Regions from separate parts of the Mus musculus genome. Here region 2 is linked to region 1. Evidence: chromatin contacts called from public HiChIP or PLAC-seq data. All regions are on one chromosome and are shown on one strand. The core of a region is the stretch at or near the end of the contact, and the rest is flanking DNA. Distances in the headings are between cores, read along the strand shown.

Region 1 (5,252 bases), core at 2,251-4,750:
GAAAACACACAGGCAAGGGTACAGCCACAGCAGAGGCCAGCCTCCTCAGTGACATCACTCAGGCCAGCACAGGAGACACCAGATTCCCCACTCTCCAGGGTCAAGATCATGGGAATGGCAGCCAAGAGTTGCTTTGGAAGCAGAGGAGGTCTGGGCTGCTGGACAGCACCTTTAGAAACTCCCCACTGGACAGCAGAGCCAGTGGCCCCTGAGGGTTCTCTGAGCTCACTCGGCATGAGCCCAGCCTCAGACACTGTCACCTCCCCTTAGCCTCCCACTGCATGGCCTTGTCTTATCCACACAAGTCACTCAGTCCTAAGAGACCAGATGTCACAAAACATCAGAAGGTGGTGGGAAGGGGTGAGTCTCTGATCCCAGCTTGGTCTCTTTCTAGCCATGTGGCCTTGGCTCTTCCCTCAACCCCCAGGGCCCTTTGTGTTTCTGGGGATGTTCAGCGAAGTCTAATGGAACTCCAGTCTCAGAGTGTTCTGAGTTGTGCGCACTGTGCTGTGCAAACGGAAGCTGTAATCATGGATCATAAACCCACAGGCCCAGGCCCCAGACTCGACCTCCTCTAATTGCTGGCTTCTTCCTGCCTTGCAGACCGCAGCCTCCCTGCAGAGTTCAGAGCTCCCGCTGCAATTCATTTCTGCCCACCAGAGTTCATAGGCACCTGGGGAAATGGCTCTTGCCAGACGCGCGCACACACGAGTGTGTTGATGTCAGTCAGGTGGCTGATTTCTGAACGATCCGGTCTCCCTAAGTAGGAGAAGAAGGCCTGTTCAGTGCCAGGCCCTGGCTCTTGGCCTGCAAAATGGAGAGGCAGAGGTAACCGGCCCCTCCCCTCAGCCTTGAGCTGCTGCAGCCCCCAGGACAAGATAGCTCCTCGGGATGCAGGCTCTGTCCTTCCCTGAATAACCCCCCTTTATAGGACTGAAAGCAAGGGCTGGCGATGTCAGCCTCCAAAGAGTACAGGCTCCTCCCTGCATCTCTGGCTCTCATGGTCTGTGTGGTTCTGTACACCATGGACACCTGTCCCTAGCCAGGAATTCCCCTAGGACAAGGGCTCTGCATTGTATGACTACTGCCATATACCCTAGCTGGGGACAAACCAGAAGCCCCCCCCCAAGCCCCCCATACCCAGGAAGAACACTGGTGAGGTATTTACAGTGACCTTCCACCTAAAGGTATGGAGGGCATGTGTCCCAGGCCCCATCAGTCCTGAGCCTGAAAGACCGAATCTTGAGGCCATGGCTTCTCCCTAAGCCTGGGTGGCTTGGCACAGTTCCCAGGCTGCAGGCAGAGGCTATACTGCTTGTGGCTGCCTGTTGGCTCCTGGCAATCCTGAGGCATGGCTGTGGTCACGACATGGGCAGGGAAGGGACCCAGGGCTTCCAACAAGAAGCCTTGCCCATGACCATTCGTGTAGCACTGGCTTCATGGTCCCTTGCCCCAGCATGCCCCCTCGGTTGGCATGATCCCTTGCTGGAGCTATGTGAAGCCCCTGGTCCACAGCAGAGAGTCAGCCTGAGTAGACCCCGATAAGACCTGGTGTGGGTGTTACAGAGAGGGAGCTGGGAGAAGACATAGGATGTAGCCTTGGCTCCTGTCCCCTCCCATGTGTAGTGACAAATGCCCAGGTCCTCCCTTAGTCACAGCAGCTCCTGGTACTGTCCTCCCCTCCCTCTGTGGCAGAGCATCTTAAACAGGATGTTGTCCTGTTAGTCCGTATGGCCAGATCAGCAGAATCCTATGCAAAGGGGGTGGAGCTTGTGGAAAATGCAGATCTGGGACTGGCCAGTGGTATCAGCACAGCCTGGGGGGCCCAGGAATCTGCACTGCTGGTGCTTGGAGCATTTGGCTTCTCCTTGTCTTCCTCACCTTCCACCCCTGCTTCAGGCTTGGGTCCTCACTGAACACAGCCTCACAGGAACCCCAGGACTGAGAGGTCTTACAGTGTCTCATCTGAGTGTGGAACCCACAAACACAAAAGACAGACAGCACACCAGGCAGGTGGCACAAATGAAGCCACTCCAGGACATCCTCCTGCAAGGGACCCTTCTCTCACTCCGTCGTCAAGTTCTTATTCGATGGTAAGATACCACCTCCTCCAGGCAACATGCCAGGATTTCATTGAGGTCAGGTTCTACCCACTGCCTCCTTGAAAAGTTCTTCCTCGCCATGTGTAGTTAGTTAGCATCTTGTGCGTCTTCCTCAATGGATGGGGACTTCTGAGGGAGGAATGCCATCCTAGCCAGAGTTGGACACAGAAGTGACTCTGCCAGCATGTCTCAAAACTACTGTACTGACTGTTAGGAGCCAGTTGTCTTAAGGACACTGGGGCAGGGTAGGGGATGCCCCAGCTGAAGAAGGCTAAGGTCTAGGAGCCATGTCTCCTGGCATCTGTCACATCAGCAAATGTCATGTCCTTCTTAGACAATTACCCAGCCAGCTGCCCGATTTAGACAAGTGCCTTGCTAGCTTAAGCAGAGAGCCCTGTATGAGACCCACTGAGTCTCATAGAGTGTCGGGGGGGGGGGGCTCAGAGTCAGAAAAAGGAGATACTCTAGCTTAGAATAAACCACCAGTGGGAAAGAGGCCCCAGAGCCCCTGGTATGGGACAAAAATCACCCCAAGATTCCAACTTATGGTCAGATGCACTTTCCAAGGTGCCAGCCATGGAATCATGGTCCCATTTCAAGTAAAAGGGAGGACTTACCTTTCCTTCCACAGTGAAAGTACCTTTCAGTGTATAATAAATAGTACCACAATGTCCCTGTCTCACAACAGCTGAAAAACAGGAGCCTCTGCCCGAGTGCTGATCTGTCTGTGGGAAGGGGTAGCTGGAGGTGGGAAGGAATCTGGACAGAAGGCTAGCCCAACGCTGAGTGTCACTAGGAAGGTTCCTCCTCGACTCAGTATGCCCACCTGTAAAATGGGTGACGCTTTAGAGGTGAGGTTGTCGCTTTGCTACAGATGGTCCCTATGCCCTCAGCTCACAGGGCAGTTTGCTCCACCCATGAGAGAGACACTGTTAATTATTTCAAATAGGTACCCAACCTCCAGCAGGACAGTGCTACCTGTGTTCAGGGTGGGTCTCCCCTCCCCAGTAAATCCAATCTACAAACTCCCTCCCAGATGTGCACCAGGTGCATCTGCTGGGTCATTCTAGACCCTATCAAGTATTAACCATTACAGATGGTTTCTATCAGATACAGGGCTGCCACCTTCACTGGCTTCAGAACTGGAAAGGCATTGTGGGAGACACACATTCCTGGCCTGCAGGTCTGAACCCCACTGTCCAGCCCTGCCCATCCCATGACCTTAGGCAGATCACACTTCATGTTCAATTGGAACACAATGAATGCAAATAGGAACAGTGACATCACAGGGATTTGTAAGGGTTGGAGGTCATTCCTGCACACGTCCCCAGAGCCCTTAGAAGCTATAAAACCCAGGCATTGATTGCTATGAGATAAAACAATGGGGCCCTGGGGCCCCGCCCCACCCTGGGGCCTCGCCCCACCCCTGTCAGCAGCCTGGGTTCTGAGGTCGCCACACCCGGGGTATATTTAGCTCTCCGCTGAAACACTGCCAGGTGTGAGCATTCCCTCTGACCAAGGACACGGAATTTCAGCAGAGCAGCAATCTCTCATCAGCAACGTGAGGTTTGCTCCTGCACAGAAGCCCCTCTTTCGTTCATAACTGCAGATGAACCCATCACCGGAGATCACAACACGCAAACACGTGGGCCCCTGGACTGGCAGCCTGCCAGGTGTCACTCAGAGCCCAGGCTCTGCCGTGAGTGTAGACTACCAGCCGTGGGTAGGGAAGCCAATGGCTGCTCTCCAGGGAAACATCCTTGAGACCAGTCTGAGCATCATTCACACAGCCTTGAAATGAATCAGCTCTGAGAACCCGAGAAGCAATGAGCTGGGGTAAAGGAAGAGTTCTCATCGCGCCTTTACCTCTTGATGGATTTTCCTCTGACGTAAGACAGCGCTGTGTACAAACACAGATCCTGAACTCTGCATCTGTTGATGACACCGATGCTCAGTCTATTAATCCCTCAGTATCACTTTAACGAGAGTATAATATTCTATCCTTAATCGGAAGTTCTTAGAGTGACCCAGAGATTTCTAGTAGTCCCCAAGGTGCTCTTGGGGCTTATTGAGGTCAAGACCATTTTGCTACTAAGACTAGAAAGTTCTGGACATCAGTTGATGTTATTGTTTGGATATTATGGTGGTTTGAATGAAAATGGCTCCTTAGGTTCATAGGGAGTGGCACAATTGGGAGGTGTGGCCCTGCTGGAGTAGGTGTGGCCTTGTTGGAGGAGACATGTCAGTAAAGGTGGGCTTTGAGGTTTTAGAAGCTCAAGCCAAGCCTAGTGAGTCACTCTCTTCCTACTGCCTGGGGATCCAGATGTAGACCTCTCAGCTAATTCCCCAGCGCCATGTCTGCCTGCAGGCTGCCACGTGATAAAAGACTAAACCTCTGAACTGTAAGCCAGCCCCCATCAAATGTTGTCCTTTGTAAGAGTTGCTGTGGTCCAGAAATAAAACTTTAAGACAGTTACTGAGTGTTCTCAAAAGGAGTATGTGTTGAAGGCTTGACCCCCCTATGAGGAGGAGGAGCCCTTATGAGATGCAGCCTAGAGGGAGGCCCTTGGATCACTGGAGTTAATCATCCATCTTTGTTTCTTGTCCGTAGATGTGATGAAATACTCTGACAAAAGCAACTGAAGGGTTTACTTTTGTCCTGGGCTCAAGGCACAGACCATGCCAGCAGGAGGTGCAGGCAGCAAGAGCTGGACCACAATTAGGAAACACAGAGAGAGAGATGAGCAAACATTAGTGCTCAACTCACTTTCTCCATTTTACCCAGTCCAGGTCATCCCTGTGTAAGGTGGGTCTTCCCACTTCCACTGGCACAGATGATCCCCCACAGGCCCATGTCCCAGGTGATTTTAGATAATTAACAGTAACCATCCGAGCCTCTGAAGCAGACAGTGAGGTCCCAACCTCTCCACTTCTTCTTGCTTCACTCCTGTGAGGTGAGCAGTTTCTCTGCCACATGTGCCCAAGCATCACCATCAACAACATCAGGGAACAGAAAGCAGTGGACCTGCCCAATGAGAGACTGGTACGTCTGAAACCCCAGATCTAGATAGGTACCTTCTTCTATTCATAAGTTAAATGTCCTTGGGTATTTTGTGATAGCAACAGAAAGCTAGCAGAAGATTGTACTAG
Region 2 (5,132 bases), core at 136-2,635, 590 kb before region 1:
TCTTGGTGCATTTGTGATAGGCACAGAGCTCACAGGCAGCTCGGTGCCCCATTTTGTTATAAATGTGCCTGAGGCTGGAGAAGGACCATGGTCTGGAGGCAGGGGCAGCTGGGCTTTGCTATTCTGGAGGACATGGCCAAGTCATGGACTTTGACCTTGGAGGACTTTGTGGGAGCACTAGATGGTGATGGGGATTTCCTGTAACTGAGACCAAGCAACCACTGCTGATGGCTCTGTTATCTGACAATGGTGTAACTCTGCCCAGTTATCAGAAGCCCACCTGAAGTGTTTGGAAAACTGGCTCTTCCAGAGAAAGGGCTCCCTGGGAAGGACACCAGAGATAAGGATTGCTCACTTATCTGAGAACTGAGCTCTGTCCCTCACAGGAGGCCTAGGCACCAGGATAAGTTCTCAAGGTTTGCCTAGGGCCGGTTCAGCAGCCCTCTGTAGTCACCAGCCAAGGAACGTCCCCAAACCAGGCACCTTCTCTAAACTGGCAGTTCTGTGATTGTTCAAGTTCTTGGAGGAGCTACATAAGGAGATGGTTCGGGGTGGAGCCTGGCCAGCAGGAGAGTGCTCCTGCTGTAATATTCAACCGGTGGGCTGAAGTGACAGGCCAGGTCTCCCTTCTGGTGACATCCAGGAAGATGTGAGACAGTAGGGAGATGCAGATCCCGAAACAGCAACACCAACTGTGCATCCTGTCTGTGCAAGGCTCTTAACATTTCTGGGTCCTCACTTCTTTATCTGTAGAAATGGGGTGATGAGCTCTCCCTGATGCTCCTCACGAGGACTGGAGGCCATGTTCAAAAGAGTCTGGCATGGGAAAAGTAATTGTTCACTGACTGTGTGACCTGGGCTGGCCTCTGGCTAGTCTCAGTCTCTCTCTCTCTGTCTCTCTCTGTGTCTCTCTGTCTCTGTCTCTCTCTCTCTGTCTCTCTCTCTCTGTCTCTGTGTGTTACTCTCTGTCTCTGTCTCTCTGTCTCTGTCTCTCTCTGTCTCTGTCTCTCTTTCTCTTTGTCTCTCTTTCTCTCTGTCTCTCTTTCTCTCTTTCCCTCCCTCTCCCCGACCTCTCATTTCTCATCTGTAATTTTCTTCCTCCAGGCACACAGTTACGTGGGACTTGTAATTTTATAATATTACAAATTTTGCTCTGGTAGAACAACATGCAGCCTTGAGAGGAAGAGCACTGTGGGAGAGGAAGAGCATTGCACCTCACGGCCTTGTGAGTGAGGCAGCTTCTCTGAGGCCAGGCATAAAGGCGGTCACAAGTAGAGCCTGTAGTACTTTGGAGGAAGTAGTCATGACATCATGGGTGTCCCTTGGTTGTCTCCAGCAGCATCAAGGGCCCTTCATGTATACTGCGATCCGTTTTGGCCACAGTGTGTGGGAGTATGCAATGTGCACTGGCCAGAACACCTGTGGTAACAAGCATTTCAGACTTGCAATGACATATAGTGCTGTTAGCTAGTATGACTCATGAAACTGTGGGCTGGCTCTCCTGCCTTCATGGCTTTTGCTTGGTTGGGTCACTGGCTAGGGCTGAGTCCTCCAAAGGCGTTAATAGCTTGCAGCTGCCAGGTCCACTCTCTATGTAGCCTGTTCATGGAGCTCAGCCCTTCTCACATCTCAGTGCCCCACTGAAAACAGAAGCTGGCATGCTGCCGTGCCCCCTTACAGCAGGTCACAGAGCAGCTTGGACCTGCTGCCTTCTTACATGCCAAACTGTCACATGTGACCTCTCGTAGGGCTAAGCATCATCACCTTGAAGCCTCACACATATGATGGGAGATGGGTCTTATGCGGTCCCATTTTACAGTTGTGGAAATGGAGGAGCAGAGGAGTATGTGATAAGGCCAGACTCAGGTGGAGAGCCGTTTCCTCTCCTGCAGTAGGGATGCGTGTGTCTCGGATGAGAGGGATGCTGAGACCCTGATTGTTCCTCTCTAGTGAGAGCAGCTTTTTAAGAAGTACAGAGCACGGCCCAGGGTGCACAGGCCTGTATTCTCAGCAGGTGAAGTAAAATATATCTTCTACAAGGGAGGGGCTGCAAGCATTTGGTTCCTCAGGAGTCACATCTCTGCATCACTGTGGTTAATAGGCTGTGGTGTTCCCGATCCAAGTTCCTATGGATCCTTGGTCCTTCACAGTGGGAATTCTCAGCACTCCTGGTGGGATTTCAAGAGTCCCCTACTCTAGCCAGTGCATAGAAAGTCTCCATAAAAACAGTCTGTACATTCCCCTGTCTCCATAGAGACCTCCCAGGGTTTATGTCCCAGAGCTATGTCTTGGATCCTGTGGAATGGCATCTTCATGATGACCCTTGATAGTCTGCAGGTCTCCTGGGCTGAAAGGCAGCTGGGGTGCATGTTTGTATCAGTGGAAGAAAGGATGGGGTAGCGGGCACCAGGATGCTCATGGTGTGTGTGCCCTGTGCTGCATAGAGGCCAGCACCATAGCCAGCGGGAACAGCGGGTTCTCTCTGCTTTGCTGGGGAATGATGGAATCCCAGGCTTCCACCCAAGATAGACAAACACCAGGACACCAGATTAGCTTTGCCTGTGGGAAAGCTAGGGAGTGCTGGGTCAGGAGCAATCACAGAGTTCTTAACCCCACAGCTGAGGGCTAAGTGGTTGGAAAAAGACAGAGCTCACTGGACCCCCAGTTTCTTCAGCTGCAAAAGGAGATACAATTCTAGAAAACTAGGAATTAAAAAAAAATACTGAAAAGGAAAAGACCAGAGGTAAAAGCGAGACAGGAATCTTCTTGTCTACAGCCCTGGGCTCCAGAAGAGGGGGGCAGAGTCTTAGGAAGGGTGGTTTTCATTCTAAAGCGTCAGGAATGGTCAGTAAGAACGCTGGCTCTAACCAGACAGGAAGGGAGACAGAGTAGATAAACCTGCAATAGGACAAGGTGGGAAAAATAAACAGAAATTCTAAGGGGGAAACATTGTGTAAATCGATTTTTTGAAATTCTATGCTAGTTTATGCACATCAATAAGGGAGTCTGCTTCTTAGTGGGGCAGGCGTGGAAGGATGGTTAAGGAGCCACAGGCCACTTAATGCCAACCACGGGCCACTTGTAAATTAGCGATCATGACTGTTCAGAATCCATCTCTGGGCAGAAGCCAAATGAGAATGCAAAAAAACAAAGAAAAAAAAAACACCAACCAACCAACCAACCAACCAACCAACCAAACAAACAAAAAACAAAATAAATGGAAACAAACAAAAGAGAGAACAAAAACGCTGGAGTGAACCTCACCAAGCAAAGGCTAGTAACACCTTAGGCACAGCTTGCCCATCTCCTCAAGGGGACCAGGATAAAAAGCAACGAACTCAGCAAGAATGATGGTGGCCACCGGTAGGACATTAGTGTGTTGCAGGGGGTCACATGGGAGCTACACCCTTACAGGAGCAAGCGGCAGCCAGCCGGGTAAATGCAATGTTGGAATTATATCACCAAGACACAGGGCGAGTTCCTGAAGAATGGAGACGAGTAATGAATATCATTATATATTCAATTGCTTTCTATAACCATGAGTATTTGTTACTTGAAATAATCATCTCGTCTAAAAATGTAAACAAGCACTGAGTTAAAAATTAAAAAAAAATGGGTTCATTAATGTGATAGACTTCCACTGGTGGCTTGCACTAGCATTAAACCAAGAGTGTGCTAGAGTTTCCAGGGGTGCCTGTGTAGCTTCAGGTATAGCTTGATCCAGCGGCCTCAGCGGTGTCTTTAGAGCTTTGTCTCTTTTGCTTGCTCAGTCTTTGGGCTCTGCTATGTGAAGAACTTTTATCCTGAAGGTAGTAAAGAGTCCTCATAACATCTTGTTGGAAATTAAAACAGATAAAAATTGAAATACACACGTATATGCATGCATTGCGTATATGTGTCTGTGTGTGTGTCTGTGTGTGTGTTGTGTTATGCAGCTGTTAAGGGGTCCTGCTTCATGGAATGTAGCGGCTTCTTGTGAACTAAATGCTGTATCAATGCTCTTGGGAAGAGAGTTTGGATTGAGGGCCAGGACTGATGGTGGTTTTGGGAGGGAGACCTCTGCTAACCTTGGCTGCCCATTGATGCCTTAACGGGCAGCTGGTAACACTGGAGAAAACAGTCCTTGGATGTGGTGAGTGATCCTCACTCTCTTCATTGCTTCTTTGTCAATGTGTGTTCCTCTGTCCAGTGACTCCAGCTGCCTCTTGTCTACCTGGATGGATTAGTTCAGCCCCCTTTCTGGATGATAACCAACCCTTGGTGGCGGACAGGGCAAGAGTGTAAGGAGTGTATTTGCCTTGAACTGAAGGTCATCTGGGATCAGCTCACTTGTGCCAGCATGGAGGCTTCTGTCTTGCACACCCCCTGCCTTCCTGGGTTGCTTCTCCCAACATGTGGCTCACATCCTAATGTTTACAAGATGGCGGCTACGCCCTCTGGCATCGTGCCTACATTCCAACCCCAGAGTAGGAGAGAATAGGAAGAGAGATAAACTCTTTCAGAGAGCCTAGGCTTTTGAAACAACTTTCCCACCCAGTGGTTTGCTTATGTCTCACTGGTCAGAACTGGCTACGTGGCCATCCTAGAGCAGCGTTGCAGAAGGCACACTGTCCAGTCAGTGCATTGCCTTTTGGACAAAGTCTGATTAGGTCTGAAGGATGAAGGGCACGTGGGCACTTGGCAGCCACCCTCTGACAGGAGGCTCACAGTATCAACAGCATTTTAGCTATTTTGCTTGAGAGGTAGAGGGGACCGAGAAGACTTTGGGGGGTACCATCTTCTTCCTTGTAGGACCATCCTCTATAGAAAGCCTGTCCTCTCCACCCTGAGACACCCCAAACATTGGAGTCCTAGTCCTCATGGAGGTAAGGCAGAGGCCCAGAGTGGGCATAGCTGCAGCCTTCCTGACTGAGGGAGCAAAGGCCCTGAGCAGGAAGCCCTGGGGAGGAGCTATGTGGACAGAAAATAGGTAGTCAAGGAGACAGAGGTGGGGTGATTGGCCCGGGTGGAGCAGGGCAGGGCCCAGGGCCTACAGGTGTATATGCTCAGAGCAATGTGTGTGATCCTGCGGGCCATGACAGGAGATGGCTTCTCACCCCTGAAATGTGGGTGAACATTTGAAATGTTCATGT

The links. HiChIP or PLAC-seq counts read pairs in DNA pulled down with a chosen protein or histone mark.
Region 2: an HNF4G HiChIP or PLAC-seq map of pancreatic cancer cells shows a contact between it and region 1. The contact joins two enhancer-like sites.

Annotation. Positions count from the first base shown.
Region 1 is chr5:35,769,534-35,774,785 of GRCm38.p6, reverse strand. All of the region lies in intron 1 of Ablim2 (actin-binding LIM protein 2), which reads right to left. Among named protein-coding and RNA genes, the nearest start is that of Ablim2, 14 kb to the right of the region's middle. Within about 2 kb of position 3,500, at least 34 of the 459 cell types and tissues checked have an H3K27ac peak or open chromatin away from gene starts, as enhancers often do. A contact at or near this core is called in pancreatic cancer cells, where this site is marked.
Region 2 is chr5:36,353,249-36,358,380 of GRCm38.p6, reverse strand. All of the region lies in intron 1 of Sorcs2 (sortilin-related VPS10 domain containing receptor 2), which reads left to right. Among named protein-coding and RNA genes, the nearest start is that of Sorcs2, 42 kb to the left of the region's middle. Within about 2 kb of position 1,385, at least 29 of the 459 cell types and tissues checked have an H3K27ac peak or open chromatin away from gene starts, as enhancers often do. A contact at or near this core is called in pancreatic cancer cells, where this site is marked.